Regions from separate parts of the Pan troglodytes genome. Here region 2 is linked to region 1. A link is a contact called in public Hi-C data. All regions are on one chromosome and are shown on one strand. The core of a region is the stretch at or near the end of the contact, and the rest is flanking DNA. Distances in the headings are between cores, read along the strand shown. Region 1 has its middle 490 kb from the start of LMO7. Region 2 has its middle 400 kb from the start of ACOD1.

Region 1 (5,300 bases), core at 883-3,382:
CCCAGGTTATCTGACCACAGATTTACACTGATTCACATTTGGAAAGACAGAATCTCCTAGATCCCTTTGGCACTGTGCCTCAGGTCTGTCCCAGTCAAAGCCAGAGTCCATCCTTGGTTTGAAGTGGGGAAGAAAGGGTGTTGAGTCTATACAGTGGGGAGCACCACCAAGTTACTATGTTTTCTTCCCTACTTTTCTTACAGTTTACTATTTTATTGATGTGCAAACTGTAATTAATGTACTGAGAAATTCTGGCTGATTTTGTCCTGGGTTGAAGATATGGTCGTATTTAAGGCCAACTCATTGCACCAGAAGGCAGCATGACAAAAGCTGATGTGAATAGGACTCTTCCAAAAATGGCAATGATACAAAGTTGATTAACAAGATTTTTTTCAAAAACCCATTAAACTATCAATTCTAACGTGCTGATATTTAAAGAGGAATACTCGATAGCAGAAAGATAAATTACAGTAATTGAATCAAAGTGCAATCAGCAAATGTTTGCACTGAGAACCCACCGGTTTCTTCAACATTCCTGTCTTTGATAGGTCTAACTGGAAGTTTCCAAATCTACAGAGTAAAAATAGTCAATATTCCTACAGGTTTCTGTTTCTTCTTGCACAAGAGAGATATAGGTTATACTGTATATTTCAATTACAGTCATTTAGATCACTGTGTAGAGAATTCTGAATCCACAACAGGGACCATCAGAGTCCCAATGAGCATTTGACTATGTCTACCATACGTCCAGCAGAAGGAAGCAGCAGTCAAATATTTTTCTCATCTCTGTGCCATCATCAATAGGCAGAAAGTGACATGACAGAGATCGTGATTATGGGCACAAAAAGAATAGAGATCAATTAGTTTCTCTGTATTGTGGGTTCAATAGACTTAATTAAACCACATTCCTGGTCCTGTTCAGGGATGCCTTACAGAAAAATAAAAGTCATCTTGAAACCTCCTTCCCATGAACATAGGACCTAATTGTTAATGTCATTTAAAGAAGTAAAATTCCTAACTTCACTTTTCAGTTATCTCCCTTTGTGTACTTATATCAAAATTGCCCTCCAACATTTCAAACATATGATACAGAAAAGACTTTACTGGTTCTCCACAGTTCATAGTGAGTGTAACTTACATGAACAATCAGCATAGATGTAACTACAGCCCTTAATTCATTCCTCTTACCAGAAACACTGATGGTTGCGGTTATAAAGTGTTAACTACTGCTATCTCTTAAATAAAATGAAAATGTAACCTAAAATAAGAATTATATCTTTCAAGGAAAATAGTTTATAAATGTAATACAAATATAACCTTAAAATAACTTTCACATTTCTCAACGAATAGAAATTTATATTTTTTAAAACATGCAATTTACTAAGAGTTCCTATAATCACAGCAATTCTCATATTAGCATAGAGCACATGCTCGTAACTTTGTAGTCTGGCAGTTTATCGAACTAGTCTTTTTTGTTGTTGTTGCTATTTAGATCTTGATTTTAACATTCATATATCCTAAAAGAACATGAGTGAATAAATTGAGTTTGATTCTTTAGAGGTAACTTCATATTCAACCCATTATCCCTTTTTGAAGAAAACTGCATCCATATATTAGTATTCACAGCACACATACTACAATTTTCAAGGCACGTGTCAGACCCATGGAAGAAAATAATTCATCATGATGTCTGTGAAAATAGCTCCTGAATCCATTCACCCAGATTTTCTTTTCTGAGTTTCTGATGCACATTTCCAACCTTCTGGTAGGCACCTGCATCAATACCCAATGTCCCTATTTTTATTACAGTATCACTAACCACTTTTAACCAGAAAACTCTTCTTTTTTTATTCTTCCTTTTCCCATTTATCCTGTATGTAATAAGTCACCAAGTCTTCTTCATAATATTATACTCATCATTCCTTTCATTCCTGTGGCCCCACCCTAATCACCATAGTAACCACCAAATCAGGAGGTTGAATCCAATCATAAGTTCTATCCTTTCCAGGTTACAGAAAGCTCAAAATAAGTATTAGGTATATAAAATGCAGGCTCACTTAGCACCTCAATTTAAAGACTCCAAGTCTAAGTCGTCTCGTAAAGCAGCTCTCGCCACCTACTGTCATACCTGTGACCATGCTAAATGCTGAGGCCAGTGGTAGAAGCAGCTTGCAGAGAATCCAAGCTTACAGTCCTTCCTTTGTTTTTATTCATAAGCAGCTGTGAGAAATGTTCCATTGGCAAGGGCCCTGTCTCAACAATGATGGTGCCTCCTGAGAAACTCCTTAAAATTTGTGAATGCACACCTTCCTCCCACCACCCCAGGATCCTGAAGAAAGGTGTTGAAAAGACACTGCTCAACAGAAGATCTTAAAAGAGAGTCCACCTTCTTGTAATCTTACTGAAAAATGATATTCGTCACACCTTGCATCCAGAGCTTCTGAAATACAGCCACATTATCCAATGAAAGAAACCATTGATCTTTGTAGAAATGGTCACTTCTAGGATTGGGGCAGTAAATATAAAAGATGAGCCTGGAGCACTGTATAGTGGCAAAGCGAGGAAGTGCCCCCAAAAATGACAATGCAGGAGATTTCTCAATGGGACATAGGGAACATCAGACATGCATATTTAAAAGATAATGTATGATGTACAGATCCAACAGACAATGTCAGGAGTGCAGATCAAAGCCTGCACTGTTAGGTCATGCCATTGATGAAGAGCATCATGATCTTATGAGCTAACCTAATGATTGCCTGTCTGGAATAAGATCAGCATACATGTACCAGCTGCATGAACTATCCTACAAGTTATCTGAGCATCACCATGGTCCAGTTACACTCTGAACTTCAAAAAAAGCACAGGGAGGAATAAAAAGGACCTCATCCAAATTGACCCAGACTCTTCAGTTGGAATTATAGCAGAGACAAAATGGGCTTTGTGATTCATTCTGCTGAAGGAGAGATCTTTTTAGGGGTAATTTTTTGTACAAAAGTCCCAATAACAGCTCATGTGGGAATGTAGGTAGAATATATGTGGAGGTGATATAGATAACTCCATTCTCCCATCCTTCATTGAGCTCCTTTCAGGACTTTGTACCAATACATGCCTTTGAACTGAGCAGGAAACTGTTTCTGCATTATGCAGGATTCATTGAGAAACACAAAGCAAACATAGGCCCCTGTGTGCCTTCTCTGCTGTGAATAAACAACAGATCCAATAGTAAGAAGAATAATTGTATTATGTTTCTAAAAATTTCATAAGGAAATGAGTCTCTGGTTAGTAATTAGACGAGTTTGCATCTTATGATGATGCTGTAATTCTTGCATTATAACTGACCATATTATAATATTTTGGACTTTACAAAGAGAGGGAAGGGGTAGGACCTCAGACCAAAAAAAAAGTTCAAGGTATCATCATCCTTAACCTCCCTCATCTGTCTGGAGGTTGAGAGAGGCAACTGTCCAAAGGGGCATGCTCAGATGATGGAGTTAGTAAGGGAAGGAACTTGTCATGAATATATTTTGCCTGAGGGAATAGATTAGGTCTGGCAATCTAGAGCAGGGGTGGGCAAACTATTGGCCTGCAAGCCAAATTTGGCTCTGCCTGTCTTTCTAAAGCTTTACTGGAATTCAGCCTCTTATCTGCATATTGTCTATGGCTGCTTTCACACTACCACTGCAAAGTTGAGCAGTTGCGAAAGAGACAATATGGTCCACAAGTCTGAAATACGTACTACCTGCCCCTTTATAGAAAAAGTTTGCCAATATGTTATGCGAAGAGCAAGATGCAAATCTTCTGGATTATCCACATTTCTTTTATTTCCTATGATTGTTTTCCTTTTTATTCCTGATTTTTTGGAATCAATATAGAAAAGCACTCAACCTCAGTTAAACTACAGTAAAACAAGAATAAAACTTGGACCAGCAGGTTAAAGAACAAGCTGCACCCCTGGAACCTGTAATGGGGATAGCAAACAACTCCCAAGGGGGTGGCGAGAGCTTTGTGTGAAGCTCACATCCCTACCACAGGATCCTCCTCTGGGGCCAACCTCAGAAGGCAGTGTTTCTTTACATATTCTGCCTTTACATCATGTAATTAATTATATTTCTCATCTGCTTGTGAAAAAAATAAGAGATGTTTACAATAATAAACATAAAATAGAATCATTTTTAAAGAAAATTTTAAAGGAGATCCAAAGTCACAGACAAGCTTTTTACTGAGAATCATATTCCCAGTTGGCCACATGTTTAGAACAAGTTATTTCTTCAAACCACTGTGGCTGAGACCATATTAACCTAATCAGAATACAGTCTGCCAGATGTTAATGATATTTACAGTCCTGGATTCTGTTATAAAATATGAATGGCCATCGTGTGTATTCAGCAGTGTTAGCTCTCGTTCCCTTATTATTTATTCATTTATTCAGCAAACATTCACTGAACACTTTCTCTGCACAAGCCCCCTGTCCTGGACTTACATTCTCTTTGTGAAATTTTCCGTTTGCATCAGGTGGCCTCCTCATGCAGCACAGAAGCAGTTATTTTACTTTGTAGTTCACTTATCTGAAAATGGAGGTTTTCAGATGTATATGAGATAAAACTATCAACAAGGTGCTGGCACCCCTATTTTGTCAACATTGAAGAGCTCAGAGAACATTTCACCCATGCTCCCTGCCTCTTAAAAATTAGCTTCCAAGTAGAGAAAACCAGCAATCAGCCAAAAGGAAAACAGTAGATACTTGATATAGGAAATTTCTTTCATTTTTGAGGGGACTGTTAGAAGAAAGAAGCCTCAGAGGAGAAAATAGAAGAAGCACACATTAGCTAAATATTAGACAAGTAAATAGGAAAACAGTAAAGTGTCTATTCACCGTACCTAGAGAAGCATTATACTGTACAGAAAGTGCTTTTATAGTCTCTCCTTGAAAACGAGGATAAAGTCAGTAAGTAAAGACTTGTGCCAGCCAGTATGTCACCATTCCTTCAACAACTATTGATAAGAACATCATTATTGGTATACCTAAGTAAATTGACCCCCAAATGATGATTTTTCTCTAGAGCCTTGCTTGTTCAGCCTGGAAGTAGATTGGACTCAGATGCCCTATCTACTCACCCTGGAGGGTGAGTAGAACTTCAGATATCCTGGTGAAAGTTAACATGAAAGCCCTTTGCTGTGGAAACAGAGCCCATATGGATGTGCCATGTTGAGTTGGTCAAATGCATTCTACATTGCCAGGAATAAGAACGAGAAAGAGTTTATGAAAGTAAGAGTTAGTGTGTTTGCTTGAGTCTCCAAGG
Region 2 (5,300 bases), core at 1,390-3,889, 430 kb before region 1:
GAATGAAGAAATATATTATATGGCATTATGTCACAGTTTCTTATGTCATACTTTTGACATGGTCCTCAGTAGATATTTCTTGAAGTCATTGAACTAGAGAGGGGTGTGGTAAGTTTAGTAGTTACCACCAGGGGGCAGCAGAGGCTGTAGGATCTCAACACATGAAGTGGCTCTACTGGCTAAGGTGGGTACAGCCTTGCACTGTCCCTCCAGTTCTGCTGGGTTGTGGTTCATCTCAGGGTGATCATCAGAATGGAACAGGAAGTTTTTTAAAAAAATTCTGGGAGCATATAAGTATCAAATCATCATCTTTGAAGAAGTGGCCAGAACATGTCTAGTTTCCAAAACTATTGGTTATCTTCATGCATGAGAACAGGTAATAAGAGAAGGATAGGAAAGAGTTTCTCTGCAGTTGGTAGAAAAAACGATTAATCTCAAAGAAGAATGCCTACTTTTCCATGGGTTGACCCTAGGGAACTGTGGAATTGCTGCTGAAGTGCCAGAGTTTGGTCTAGGTCCTGCTGCTTGCTGCACAGAAAGCCAATCATTGAGATGATAAGTATTGCCAGGGAAGAAGGCTTTAATTGGGTACTGCAGCTGAGAAGATGGGAGATCAATCTTAAACACATCTCTCTGACCAAGTACAATAGGGGAAGGAATGTAGCTAAGTGTAGGAGGGCTAAGCAAGAGAAGCTGGTCAACAGGAGGCAGGTGGTTCGTTAGACAATCATGATGGGTGAGGGGTCTGGGATCTCATTGTCCGGATGTAGTGACCTGGTAAGTGTCAGCTCCTTCATACTATCTGGGAGGTCTGATGGCCAGTTTCCTGAGGAAGGAACTCAGATAAGACCAATGCAAGTTTCACACTTTAAGACCAGGAGAGTTAATATCGATGTGTATTCAAACACAGTAAATATCAGTTCTATGGGACAATTGTGCCAGTTTGAGTGTAATGGACTATAGATGGGATTTTCAGGGGCTTATTTGGGGATATTGGGTTTCACATTCTGTAGTTACATGGCAGAAAGAAAAGTAAAAGAGACTTATTTTAACTGATGAGGAATAACTACTGACTCGTCTCAGCTGTAAGTTGACCCACAAAGAGTTCTGCTTACGCTCTTTTGTTCTGGCTCTAACTGCAGCTGCTCTCATGCCTCTAACTTACATCAGTGATTTCAGTGTTCACTTACATATAGAAATGCTTCCCTCTTTGGTTCCCTCTTTGTTAAGTTTTTAATATTTGCATTAAAAGCATTGATGGTAGTTAGAACACAAAGTCTTGATTCTGTCTCAGATATACTACCCGCCCCCTGCCTCCTTTTTCTGAGGTAGAGTCCCTTGTATATTACCATCCTCTTATTATGCTGGACTCAGGAGTATGTAACTGTTTCTTTTCGTCTTCCAAGATGAAGAGTAAGAAAATAGGACAGGGGCAGTGGCTCACACCTGTAATCCCAGCACTTCAGGAGGAGGCCGAGGCAGGCGGATCACTTGAGGTCAGGAGTTTGAGACCAGCCTGGCTAACATGGTGAAAACCCGTCTCCACTGAAAATACAAAAAATTAGCTGGGTGTGATGGTGCATGCCTGTAATCCCAGTTACTTGGGAGGCTGAGGCTGGAGAATTGCTTGAACCTGGGAGGGGGAGGTTGTAGTAAGCTGAAATCGCACCAACTGCACTCCAGTCTGGGTGAAAGAGCAAGACTCTGTCTCAAAAAAAAAAAAAAAAGAAAAAGAAAAGATCTTTATATGTGTATCTTTGAGCAGATTGAATCTAGAGTGGTCAAACAGTAGCTGGATAAAGCCTGGGACAGCAAAGGGGATGTAAGCGCAGAAATGTTTAATGTTCTATGGAATATTACGTACAAAATAGGGTTTGTTTTCTGGGCTCAGAAGCTTCATTTGATCCAAGATAGACTCCAAGAATAAAGGAGTTTTTGTGATATTCAGTTCCACTAACTCTTTTTGGAGCACTGCAAGCTCCTTTCCCAGCTAAGTTAATGAATTTGAATTTTATTCTGAGCGTGTTGGAAAGACTTTGGAGGGATTTATCCAGGAAAAACAGGTTCAATTTATGTTTAAAAGAAAGGAATATAACTGTTCAATGATGAACAGATGGTAAGGAATAAAAGTAAAAGCAAGAAGATCAATTAGGAAAAAATCATGATTTTAGATGATGTCACTTAGACTGTGATAGTAGTAATGGAGATGGATAAAGTAGACAGATATAGTACATGCTTTCAAGTTTCTAGATAAACTAGGTCTATTTTTGTTTGGTAATGTGTGGGGGCAGGATTTTGGAAGATAATGGTTGGAAAGCCTATTCTTTTTCTTTCAGTGCCCTTGTATAAATCTGTGAGCTGCTGCTTGTGCTCAGACATTACTATGCAAATTGGGTAAAGAAAAAAATGAATTTGTTCTTCTACAAACTACATTCATTAATTTAAGGAGATTAAAGTGTTTTCTTATACTCAAATTTGTTTTCTGAAGAAATGACATATTATGAAGAAACACAAAACAGAACACATGTGTCCTCACCCTACGTTATGTGGAGATAGGAAAAGAGTTCAGCAGGCAGGATGAAGCATGCTGTGAAGGACAAAGGCAGTTTCTTGCGGGAAGCACTGACAAATGCCTAGAAGTTTGTTCAAACCAGATACAATGTTGCATGTCTGGTCCTAAGATCAGTCTATCCACACATCAAGAGGGAGGTATGGATGTGTTCTGTTGGAATTGGATCATCACCGAATACACATTTTTCAGTTTTCCCTTAGTGTCCTGGATTTTATTTCATTATTTGTTGTTGTTGTTGTTGTTGTCATCGTCGTCTTATGGTCACATGTGTGAGTGATTTTAAAAAGAATGTACCATCATCAGCCTGTGAAAGGACTGACCTAAGGGTCTGGCTATCTGTGTGAGACTTGTCTCTTTTGCCAAATAGCTGGACAAGTCTTTACTTACCTTCCCTGGATAAATGACTGTGATATAAGGAGTTTTATTCAGTGATTCCAAATGTCTTCCAGCCCTAATAATTTGTGACTCTGATTTTTGAGGTTCATGTGGAAGCAGTGTGAACTCTTGACACCTTCAATGGGCTGCCAGTTTTTGCCTTAAATGAAGGAGTCTCATCAGCTGCATTTCTATCAGCAGTCTCAGAGAAACACAAATATTTGAACTTTCAGGGCAAAGAGAAACATAATGGCAACAGGTTGTTGCTTCAATCCCACTGGAAATATCTGTATTTCCTTCTGGATTCATTGCATTCTCATTTTGGTGTTCCTTGGGATTGTGGTCATCTTTTTTTAGCTATCTTCTTTGTTGAGAACTGTTTATTTTTTTTATGTGCCACCTGCCCGTTATTTCTCTTTCTCTCCTAAAAAATAGATGAGTTAAACAGAAGTAAATTGTCAAATGCCCCTGAGTTCAGAGCTTCCATGTTCTCTGTGCTGTCTGGTATGGCATGGATCACAAAGACCTTTGGTTACCTTTCATTGTCCAGTTGTGTTTTTTAAGGATTTACTTGGTACATGGCATTGGACTAATAGTAATATTCTTCAGATTTCTGTTTTCTTTGTAATCTAATAATCTAATTTAATGCTAAGGCAGATTAATATTATGTAATAAATATATATCACCATTATATATCCATAATTAAAGTAAATATTTTTTAAAAGATTATATAGATAATAGGTTAGCAAGAAGAATTTCTCCTAGATTAGAGGGGACAAACAGAGGCTAAGTTAGACATAGCGAGTGAGGCATGTTGGCTTAGCAGGCAAAAAGAAATGGATAATGAGGCCGGGCACGGTGGCTCATGCCTGTAATCCCAGCACTTTGGGAGGCTGAGACAGGCGGATCCCCTGAGGTCAGGAGTTTGAGAAACAGCCTGGCCAACATTGTGAAATCCCGTCTCTACTAAAAAAATACAAAAATTAGCTGAGTGTGGCGGCAGGCACCTGTAGCCCCACCTACTCAGGAGGCTGAGGCAGGAGAATTTCTGGAACCTGGAAGGCAGAGGTTGCAGTGAGCCGAGATCGCCCCATTGCCATTGCACTCCAGCCCAGCATTAGAGCAAGACTCCATCTCAGAAAAAAAAAAAAAAGGATAATGAGTAGTTTCCTTCATGAGCGCAGAGCATCCAGACGATTCTACTGTTTCTTCTTGATAGTCGTAAACTGCAACAAGAAGCTTAATCTTAGGCACTGTGGCAGTTCATAAGAAGAGCAGCCAGTATGCATTCAAGATATATAAAGTGGAAGATGTTGGGTGAATATTACCTGCTGCCTTGTGAATTGAAAACCCAAACCAATTAACAGGCTGCTAGCTTCCTTCACTTTCTTTGGGTAAACTTCAGAACTTCCAGGATTTTGACAAATAGAGTTGGGATTTTGCAGGGGCCAATGAGACTGCCATGTTTTGCTACTAACTTGGATGAAATATGTGGAAGTTTAAATTGCTCATCTGTTCCTGCTCCTTTTATCCAGCCTGTACCAGAAGTGACCATTCCCACATTGTTCTAACTCACCCTAGTCAGCACTTGCCAGTTGCCAGCTTTGGTTGTTGTTGTTTTAGAGGTTGCTTTGTTGCCAATGCAAAGTTGATAGTGGATTCTGTAAATCGTTTATGTGGGGTTGACTCCATACTGAGCATAAGCAATTAGTGGGTTATTTAGTCTGAACATGGTTTCTGTGCAGGCTGGGATAATACCCATGCTTCTCTGTTAAATTATGGTTAGGTTTTTGTCTCATTTGCCTTAAAGATCAGAGGCATGCATCCTGACATAGAACTTAGCCAGGAAGTTCTTCTTTGTCTACAAACATTGAAAGGAATTGGCACCCCCGCCTCCTTCTACTCTCCTAAGACCATCCCAAGCAGCTGCAAAAGGCATATTTGATAATGCATGTGCAGGAGGAGAGCAGCACTGATTGCCATGGGAGCCATAAATTGAAGCAGCAAACACAACCGAAAACCATCAAAGATGACTCCTTCGGGCCAGAGCAATTGCAATGAACCTGAAACTTTTCTGCAATTAGTGTGTGAATTCTGATGCAAATAAAAGGTATATTTATTATAAGATGTTACAGACATGGGGCATCTACCGTGGCTTACAGCATGGAGGAGATGCATTGGATGAAGCAGAGACAAATTATAAAGAAAATCCTGCCACGAGTTTGCTGACCTTATTTAGACGTTAAAGTTGACATTAGAACAACATTCTAACTTAAATAAAGTACATAATGTGAGTTAATTCATCTTTAGCCATAAGTTTATAAAATCTGGAGTCCAAAAGTACCAGGTAATG

What was found. Hi-C and Micro-C count contacts between places; a contact is called where the count stands out from the background.
Region 2: a contact with region 1 is called in a Hi-C map of induced pluripotent stem cells, with 2.8 times the contacts expected there. The contact joins two enhancer-like sites. A contact is called at or near these places in 2 of 7 Hi-C or Micro-C datasets (both in induced pluripotent stem cells).

What each region holds. Positions count from the first base shown.
Region 1 is chr14:81,724,128-81,729,427 of NHGRI_mPanTro3-v2.0_pri, reverse strand. No RefSeq gene overlaps it. Among named protein-coding and RNA genes, the nearest start is that of LMO7, 490 kb to the right of the region's middle. Within about 2 kb of position 2,132, at least 3 of the 24 cell types and tissues checked have an H3K27ac peak or open chromatin away from gene starts, as enhancers often do. A contact at or near this core is called in induced pluripotent stem cells, where this site is marked.
Region 2 is chr14:82,158,995-82,164,294 of NHGRI_mPanTro3-v2.0_pri, reverse strand. No RefSeq gene overlaps it. Among named protein-coding and RNA genes, the nearest start is that of ACOD1, 400 kb to the left of the region's middle. Within about 2 kb of position 2,639, at least 2 of the 24 cell types and tissues checked have an H3K27ac peak or open chromatin away from gene starts, as enhancers often do. A contact at or near this core is called in induced pluripotent stem cells, where this site is marked.